2 separate regions of the Mus musculus genome follow, and region 2 is linked to region 1. The links are chromatin contacts, called in public Micro-C maps. All regions are on one chromosome and are shown on one strand. The core of a region is the stretch at or near the end of the contact, and the rest is flanking DNA. Distances in the headings are between cores, read along the strand shown.

What was found. A called contact is a pair of places that touch in the nucleus more often than the background predicts.
Region 2: a Micro-C map of the HL-1 cell line shows a contact between it and region 1, with 4 times the contacts expected there. The contact joins two enhancer-like sites. A contact is called at or near these places in 8 of 484 Hi-C or Micro-C datasets (the HL-1 cell line, cerebral cortex, cortical neurons and 4 more), 1 of 115 datasets of contacts at active chromatin or transcription factors (pancreatic cancer cells) and 3 of 9 other capture datasets (adipose tissue, embryonic stem cells and pancreatic islet).

The regions. Positions count from the first base shown.
Region 1 is chr1:135,790,613-135,795,278 of GRCm38.p6, forward strand. It overlaps a transcript of Tnni1 not described here. Among named protein-coding and RNA genes, the nearest start is that of Tnni1, 6.5 kb to the right of the region's middle. Within about 2 kb of position 2,284, at least 89 of the 459 cell types and tissues checked have an H3K27ac peak or open chromatin away from gene starts, as enhancers often do. A contact at or near this core is called in the HL-1 cell line, cerebral cortex and pancreatic cancer cells, where this site is marked.
Region 2 is chr1:135,943,872-135,948,537 of GRCm38.p6, forward strand. No RefSeq gene overlaps it. Among named protein-coding and RNA genes, the nearest start is that of Pkp1, 27 kb to the left of the region's middle. Within about 2 kb of position 2,705, at least 35 of the 459 cell types and tissues checked have an H3K27ac peak or open chromatin away from gene starts, as enhancers often do. A contact at or near this core is called in the HL-1 cell line, cerebral cortex and pancreatic cancer cells, where this site is marked.

The DNA of each region.
Region 1 (4,666 bases), core at 1,034-3,533:
CTATGCCAAGGTCGAGCAGGATTGGGGATGCTCCTCCCTCTGGTACCAAAAGCCTGGACAAGACAGATTCCTAGCCAGCCTTCTCTCTGAGCTTTGAGCCCCTGACCTGCCTTTAGGACTCCCCAGGAAAAGCACAGATCCCTTCTGAGCTGGGAAGGGACTCCCTGCTCTGTGTCTGCTCAAGAGGGCAACCTGTCAGTGCTGGCTGTATGTCCATTTACTCAAGGAGTGAGCCTTTGTTGAGCACCTACTATGTGTGTTCCTGAGGGGAGAGGAAACAAAAGGATGGAGACTGGGGTCTGCACTCTAGTTCCTCCTCGAGAAGGACATGAACGATGTCAGCGTTGGGGTGAAGTGTGGGAAAGAGGGGCATGAAGGGGGTGGTAGGGCTAGGAGCAGGGGCACCTAACATAATCAGGGGTGGCTGGGCAGTGAGGCTTGGAGGAAGTCTGGAGGGAAGGACGCCCTGACAGTAGTGTCAAAGCCTGTGGCGGGTGTCGAGGGAGCAGGAAGCCAAGAAAGCCATGAGGTGTGTGAACCAACTCCATAGCATCATCAGATCCTTTCAGGAGCTGGAGAGGCTCTAGCTGCAGCCAGGAGAGCAATGAGGAGGCTGTGGCGATGATGCTGGCTACGGCCAAAGCAGAACTGGTGCTATGGTCTATGCAGACCAGAGAACTCAAGGTGGGGCAAGGCAGACACTAGGGCTCAATTGACTTTCAAGAGTGGCCCACGGTGGTGGTGGCTGTACCTTCTTGTGACCCCGAGGACAGAGGGACAGACACAGGACTCAGATTGAAACTAGCAGGTGAAGAATGCGTTCGAATGCCCGAGTGAGGGTATTGGCCATGGCAGGCCTCAGACAGGAATTCAGGCGGCACACTGAGACAGACTGTTGGGAGTATGGAGTTTATTAATGCCTTGGACAGACAGACAGACAGACAACAGTATGGCAGGGCCCTTAAGAGTCCAGACTCCAGCACTGGGGATAGATAGCATAGTTTAATCTTGGAAGAGAGGAGATCAGAGCCCTTGTAGTGAAAGTGGGTGTCTCTACTTATACTATACTAAGATGAAGTGATGGCTCAGGGCATTGTGATACAGCTTGGCTGCCTGGCTCTCTGACTGCCAGGCTGGAGGCAGGGAAGGGCAGCAGGATGTGTGGCCACCAATACTCGCTTTGGTATAAACTCACTTCCCTGGGTAAAAAATCTAGCTGGCACCAGGAAGTCTGCCAGCTAGAGATTCACAGGCTGCCCCCCAGTGTCTACCTGTCACATCTAAGAGGATATGAACAGGGGAGGGGTTGCTGCAGGTAACGACAGACTGAGCAGCAGCTGGATTCTAACATTAAGTTCTTTCTTAATTTATTAGAGTTTTCTTTCTTTTTTCAAAGAATTGTATCTATTTTTAATTCACACACACACACACACACACACACACACACATACGCACACTGTTCATTTAGATATATGTTCATTTATAGCGGTTCCTCTGTGTAGTCCTGGAGCTCACTCTATAGAGCAGGCTGACCTTGAACTCAGAGATCTGCCTGCCTCTGCCTCCCTAGTTCTGGGATCAAAGGTGTGTGCCACTTTACCAGGCTCTGCAATGTCAGGAGGCTCCCTTCTCCTACGGCCTCCTCCTCTTTGCTTCTAAACAGGGACTCTATCCCCAGTACCTTGCTCTCAGCTTCCTAGCCCCAGGACAAAGCCCCACCTGGTAACAAAAGGGACACTCCAGGACTGCTCCGTTGGGGAGGAGGAATGTGAAAGCAGTCCAGAAGGAGGTCAGAAGCCCCAGGGCTGGGCCCCTCTGGAGGTCTGGGCGTGGCTTTTCTGGGCTGCTCAGTACCTGGTACTTACAGAATTCTAACAGGGTGACCTGAATGAACACACACGCGGAGCTGAGAAATGGGGCACCTGGGGGCCTACATCATTCTCTGGGAACTGGAGGGTGGTATGGGCGGATGGGTCAGCAGAACTGATACACTGTACCCACACCAACCATCTGCTTTGGGGCAAACTCAGGCCACATTTGGGCGTTTTTACCCCATGTTGTCTTTGCCCAGAAGGGGGCCTTTTGAGTCATTCTTTTGAGTCATTCTTAACTGTGTCTCAGACCGTTGGATATGGACCTGACCTTGTATAAGACACGCATTTCTGGACCTGCCTCAGCCCTGCTGGAGCAGAAACTTGAGGCTGAGGACCAATACTTAAGCTTTAACAAGCCTTCTGGCACATTCTGAGGCATCGTGGTTTAGAAAAAATCACTGGGCTAGCGTGGGCTCGCTCTGCTACACACCACGCTGAATCCTGCAGGGGCAGGCAGAGAGAGAGTAAAGACCCTGTCATCGGCCCCTTGAGGCAACTTTCCCAGAGGAAAGGTAGACTGGGTACACCTGAAAGCTAAGGCACATAATACCTAGAATCAGGCGAGCTGTGCAGAAGGAGACCTAGGAGTGCTAAGGCAGGCAGATCTAGGAGAGCTGTCTCTAGATTGTGTGTGTGTGTGTGTGTGTCTGTGTGTGTGTGTGTGTGTGTGTGTGTGTGTGTCTGTGTGTGTGGTGGTGGTGGTGGTGGTGGTGGTGGTGGGGCAGCAGTATTATGAGGAGAGAAACACCCCGGCTCTGCAGGCTCACAGAGTTTGGGTTTCTTCAGAATAAAGAGTAAAGTGACCAGGACAGGGTGCAGGGCAGGCTGGAACTATCTTAAGAGAGGCCTGGGAGTTGTGGTCATCGGGCTGGGGGCAGGGGAGGGGGTAAAGGGGTAAGGGGTACTGGGCATGGACAGTGGGCGGGGCGAGGCGGCATTGGGCGGGGCAAGGCGGCATTGGGAGAGCTGCGTGCTGACCTGGTGTCCCAGTTCCCAGGTTCACTGACTGTTCATTCGCCAGTCTAAAGAGGATTTGTTTATGAAGGGTGGCACCCACACCTGGTTTGCAAGCTCTCTCCGTTTCTATGCCCCACACCCCTTTGCCGTGCCTCACAGGGGCAGCCCTGAACCTTACCTACTTATTATGGGGATTTCTGGCCAGGCAGCCTGTTCTGCAGGGACCTGCCAAGGCATGGCCCTGCCCTAGGCTCAAAGCACGATGACAACTTGGAGGCAGCCTGGGGTAAAGAGTGGGGTCTGCCTTGGGCGCCCTGTGTCTGTCCATCACAGCGCATGGCTGGAGGCAGGAAGTAGGCAGAGGGGCCGAGGCAGATTTAGTGCAGGATGGAGTAAGCTCAAGGAGACAGGAGAAGTGAGACAACAGGTTCGGGCGGAGGGTGTGGGAGGAAGTCCGAGGCGTGGGAGGTAGCAGAGAGTGCCGTGTGAGAAAGCAGCCGGGCTGTTGGAGCCTGCGGGAGCTTGAAGGTTCCCACCGCCTCTCCCGGTGGGTTTACTCATTCGCACCCTCCTATTCCCTCTCTGCCCAGCCCCCGCATCCCTGTAGCACAAAGAGAAGCTTCCTCGTCTTGGAGTCTTAGGGCTGAGAACAGAGGCTGGGAACTATTTCTGGCTCGACAGACACAGACCTCCGATAAGCATCAATATACAAAGCAGCACATTAGGTTTTAGGGAGCTTTGGGTCTCAAGACTGGTCCATTCAAATTTGCAGTAGAAAAAAAAATCTGAAGTTGAGAACATTGAGGAAATAAACATTCCGAGTGTTTACGGGACAGTTCCTGTCGGCCAGGCTGTCACCAGGCACCGGGGTATATAGTTTTTGACTTGGCCTCCTCTTGCTATGGGTCACTGAGTGAGCTGCTCGTCCACTGTGAGCTCCGTTTTCCCATCGGTTCAATGGGATTGATAATAATGCCCACCTCAGAGTAATTCTGAGGTTTCGGTTGGCTGGGGAGGAAGCACAGTGGCTGAGGGCTTGCCTAGCCGCCCTGGATTCAATCCCCAGCACCGAAACAAGAATACACGAAGAACTTAATATCGGCTAAGCGCTTGCCTCATGCCAGACCTTTGCAAAGCCCTTTGTACACATTACCTCACCGCAGCCCCACAGCAATCCTCTGAGGTAGACACTATTATTATCTCCATTTTATAGATGAGGAAACGGAATCTCACAAGGGTCAAACCGCTCAAGTTACACCAGATCAGATTTGCTGAGAGTGAGGCCGTCTGTCTCCAAGCTTGAGGGTTGACTCACTCTGCTAGGCTCTCTCTCCAGTGACACAGGTTGATCTGTGGTGGAAAACTGAGGAGTGACAGCCTTTCTTTGTTCTGGCTAATCTCTCTTCCTCCATCCCCTGCCCTCCCCCTCCCAGGGTCCAATGTAGACAACTGATCTCAGGGCAAGGACAGATAGGCTCAGCATGGAGTGGAGTGGGTGTGGAGAGGGGGCTCCGTCTTGGCTGTCACTGGGGCATGGTCCCTGAGCAGTGTGGGAGGGGAGGGCCTGCTGGCAGGACAAATGGGCTGACTTTGTCACTTGCTAATTTAGGTTCTTCAGCTTTCCAAACAATGCCGGGGCAGCTGGGGCTGGCTGACAGGTGTCTTCCACTGAGATGGCTGACCCCGACTCTACTACCCATGGCCTTGTAGGCCTCAGCTCTTCTGGCTAGATACTTTCTTCCTCCCATACCCTATAGTCTCTCTCGCCCCAGGAGAGGCAATATGACTTTGGAAACCAGTGTGACCAAAGGGGGATACTCTACCTAGGCTTCCCT
Region 2 (4,666 bases), core at 1,455-3,954, 150 kb after region 1:
TGGCATGGGCCCAGTTCCCTGCTGTGAGCCTGCAGCTCCTAGCTCAGCTGCTCCACAAGGGCAGCTGTGGCAGATCTCTCCCAGCCTCTCCCTTGGGCCCCTCCCTCACCAGCTTGTGCCCAGCCTGTGCCCCACATCTCAGGCACCTCACCCAGGACATCATGTCCTTGGAGTATGACAGAGCTGCTGGCAACTGAGACCGCGCCCTGAAATCTCTCTCCTTTCTCCTGGCCAGCCTCACCAGATTTCCCCAGGCTGAGACGGGCAAGGAGGGACGGGCTAACTCAACTCTGTCTTTCAGGGAAATGTCTTTTCTGGGAGCCCCGTGCCAGCTCCTAGCCAGAGCCCCTAGTTAAGCCTGGCTGTCTTCTCACTTTGCTTTCCAGCCATGTCCAGTGTCATCTTGTCCCTTGATTGGACTCTGAAGTCTCATCCAGGTCATCTGTGCCAAGGTTCTGAGGGAATCCCACTCTTACTGGGCCCCAGGAGGGTCCCTCCCTGACCCCCAGAAAGCTTCCCCCAAGCTCTGGGCCTTGAGGAGAAGGGATGGGGAGATGGTATGTATGATTTGGTCTACCGTCTTCTCCACACCATGTCCAGCAGGGGTAGAGAAGGAAGTCTGAAATCTGTCTGGGATCCCTGAGGGAAGGAAGCAGAAAGGAGGGATTTCAGAGGAGACTTTGGAGAACTAAGTAAAGGGATGGGGGTCGGGGGTGGCAGAGATCAAGAAAAGGAGATGGAGCCAGGCTGTCTCAGAGCCTGTCCTCTATCTGGTATTCAGTCCCTTCTGGTAGACACTCAGAACCAAGCTCCAACCTCCAGAAGACCCCAGAATGAGGAACTGCTCAGACAGAGGACTACAGAAGGCAAACGGGCAGGAACTGAGAAAGGAGACATCTTTCTCCAGACTGGAAACAGGACCCATGGGGACAGCATGCAATTCTCCCCAGAGAGGCTTATAGAGAACAAACAGCGATCTATTGGTACCCACAGCTCCAACCTTACCTCCATGTCGCTCCCCTATCTTAGGCTGTTCCCACATTTCCCCCCATCTGTCACTTTAAACAGCAAGACTCTCTCTATTCCAACTGTAAGTCCTATAGCACCCCCTGGTGGCATACCAGGAACAGCCTGTGATGGATGATAGTGTCCTAGGAAACCCAAGGCACCTCCTCCCAGCTTTGCCCACAGCCTCTGCCGTATCCTTCCTCTATTGTGGGGGGGTGGGGGGGGTCGTGATAATGCGGTCTGGTCTGGCAACTTTACACCAGCTTCAGAAAGCTCCTCCTTGATAGCAGAGAGCAGGTCCACACTGCCCGAAGCCTGCGCGGCCCCAGGATGAGGGATGGGGGTGAGCGGGCGTGGCATATGAGATTTAGAAGTAACAGTAGTACCTTGACAGAAAGGCAACTTTGATCCTCATGGAAACTCTAGAAAGATTCGCCTAGGACTTTCATTTTGCGATGAGGAACTGAGCGCAACAATGTTAACCAACTTGCCCAAGACAATGCGACCAGTTAGGACGGAGCCAGGATTAACCAAGGCATCCAGGGAGCCCTGAGCTAGAGGTGCCCGTAGAATGCATAGCCGCAAATCCAGAACTACCTTGGAGACGGAAGTCTATTCTGCCACTTACTCAGGCAAGGTCCTCTCTGAGCCTTATTTGTTCTCTGAGGGAATTAGACTACCCTGTCTCCATGACTGCCCTGAGATCAGGCCTAGATATAGACTTGGTAGGCTTAGGGACCAATTGCTGCCCCAGCTGTAGGCTGGTTGCAACCCCCACCCTCAATACCCACACAAGACTGAATGGGGTCCCAGGGTCTTAAGGAAAGCGAAACGACAGACTGTAGGTGAGTGCTCAGGGAAGCAGTCTTCTTGTTTCAGCTTCCCTCTTCCAGGAAGGTCCTCTAGCGTTTAGTTCCCTTGAAGCCTTGAAGCTGTAAGCTACCTTCAGAGCCTTTTCTCCCACCTGTGAAGCTACAGTTCCTTCTTGGTCACCAGAGGGCGCTCTTACCTACGGTCCCAAGGCTCTCCTCCAGGCTTGGCTCAGGACCCACTTTACTTCCTGTGTCTTATGGCCTCGTGGCCAGAACTGTCCTCCAAGGTGAAGACTGTCTCTGAGCCTCTTAATGGGACACGCAGCGGCTATTGTACCAAGTAGCATCTGAGGCTGCCTGGGGCATGCACACAAACTAACAAACTAACCAACAACAAACAAAAAACCTAAAACCTGAACAGCTGTGCGATTTCACCCCTTATTATTACCACTGAGTATTGATCTCACGCCTGTTTACCATTTTCCTGCCCCGTGTTGTCATCTCCTGAAGGCATGACTTTGTCACACAAAGGCTGCGAAGAGGTTGCTGCTGGGTGGTTCTCATGACCAATTCCAGCATGTCTTGGTGGCCACCAGATGCCTAGGAAGTGCCTGTTACAGGGCAGTAGGTAAGACCATGCCAGCTCTGGGCAGGAGGGCACATGCACAGGGAGACAGACATAAAACACTGGAGGAAGCCAGGCCCCGTCCCAGCACACCCACAGTGTCAGAAGTAGAGCCAGCAGGAAGGAACCATGTATAGGTTTAGTTCAGAGAAAACAACACAGATTGGGGTGGGAATTTGGCAACGTCTTAGGCGTTGTCTGTGGTCCTGGTGCTATAGAAGGGGGTTTCCATGGAGACAGGAGGCTCTGACTCACCTCCCAACATGATGGAATCTTCTGAGACCACAGCCGTTGACTAAGGATTGGGGCAGAAGGACAGGGTGGGTGGGTTGGCAGAGTGGGGACCTGCTGTATTTTTTTAAGGTCAATTATCCTTGTCTTCCAGCAAACTGAGGCTGGCTCCAAAGGATGCAAAACGCTTCCCATGGGTGCCTGTGTGGAGGTATGCTCTGCCTAGTGAGAGGCAGGAAGGGCTCTGTCTGTTTCTTCAAAGTGTTGTTTAAAGAAAGTTAGCATTCCCCTTAGTATGGAGCAGGAAGATGAACCGTGGTCCTCCACTACCTGTGAGCAGGCCTAAGGCTCCTGGCTTTTGCTTACATTAGGCCTCCTCCACAGCCAATAGGAAGAGTGATCTGGACACAGACTGGGAGAGTCCTCTTGACCCACATGTCCTACAAGGCTGTGCTCAGGTGTCACCTCCTTCAGGAAGCCTTCCTTGATTCCTTAATGTGAGTTAGATGTCCCATAGCTCTGCTGTGCTTATCTAAGCCACCACTGGCCCAATTGTCCTAAAGCTGCTTGGCCTCTGACCAGTGTGCCCTGAGGTTAGGGCCATCTAGGGTAGAGGCTAAAGTGCTCCCTTAACAACCAAATACAGTAAGTATTGTGTACCACTGCTCGAGGCAGTCTATAAAGTAAGAGGTCATTTGAGGGGCAGGCTTTGAGTCTGGGCAAACATCCACACGGCCAGAAGTGAGCCTGGCCTCTAAGTCTCCCTTAGTTTGTCAGAACTGTTGCCACCAGCATTTGCATGGATAGGGGAACACAGGGGGGCTGGGGGAGGCCCCAGTTCAACTCAAGAATACTCATCCTCAGCTCACAGTGGGATGGCAACACAGGGCCATCTCTAAGGGTCCCTAAGATTTAGTCTGAGGAGACTGGCCTGGCAAATGGCTGAGAAGTGCTTAGGTGATGGGTCTTTCAATATAACCCCCAGGTCAGATAAGAAGTTTTGGTATTTGGCGATTGACTTGCTCAAGGTGCCTTTTGTGTAACACTGAAAAGAGCTTCTAGGAGGCTGTCAGCGTTCATCCTTCAGAGACTGGTACCCTGCTGCTGAGAAGCCTGAATCCATCCTGCAGAAGCCCTCTTCTCTTTGATCCATGGTCCATGTAACCCCAAACACCAACATAGATCCACAGTAGGTTCAGTACCTGAGATCAGCTCTTCCACACTCATGGCCACTCTACAGCTACTCAGAAACTAACAGCATCCAGCCGACTGTGCGGTTTTGCATACCTTTGCAGTTCTGTGATGTGAATCTCAGTCCTGAACCATGCTAAGCAGACATTCCATCACTGCTCTGGACCCCGGCCCCTATATTTGATACCAGGTCTTGGTGCACAGCCTAGGCTAAGCTCAGATTTGCAGTCCTCCTGTAATTCTGGATGCGTGCCACCACAGCAGGCCAGCCACATGCTTTTTTCTAACAGCCATGACCAAAAGTCAGGGGTGGATGAGTTTAGGACTCTGAACAAAGCTAATGTCGAGGGGCCGTCTCGATGATGCAGTAGGGAGAGCTGCTTGCTAACAAGCCTGACAACCTGAGTTTGATCACTGGGACCCACATAGTAGAAGGAGAGAATCTACTCCCAGAAGTTGCTCTCTGACCTCAGTGGTAATGTTAGTCCAAGCACCCATAGTAACAGTACATGACAGCTCAAGGCCACTTGCACCCTGCACTCAACTTTCCTGTCACTGCACAATGAACTGCTAGGCCCCTTCTGGTTGAAAAGACACCTATAGGCAGTTGAAGAAGCCAAACAAGGGACCATTTGAAACCAGGACTGTGTCGCAGTACCCGATCCCTCTCTACCCATCGGAGACAACACCAACTTCTGTCTACCTGTGCCCCAGCTACACACCTCCATCCCAAGCAAGGGGTTTCTCGTGAACTTAATGGAAGATGCTGTTGGCATTTAGTCTAGGCTCCGCCCCACAG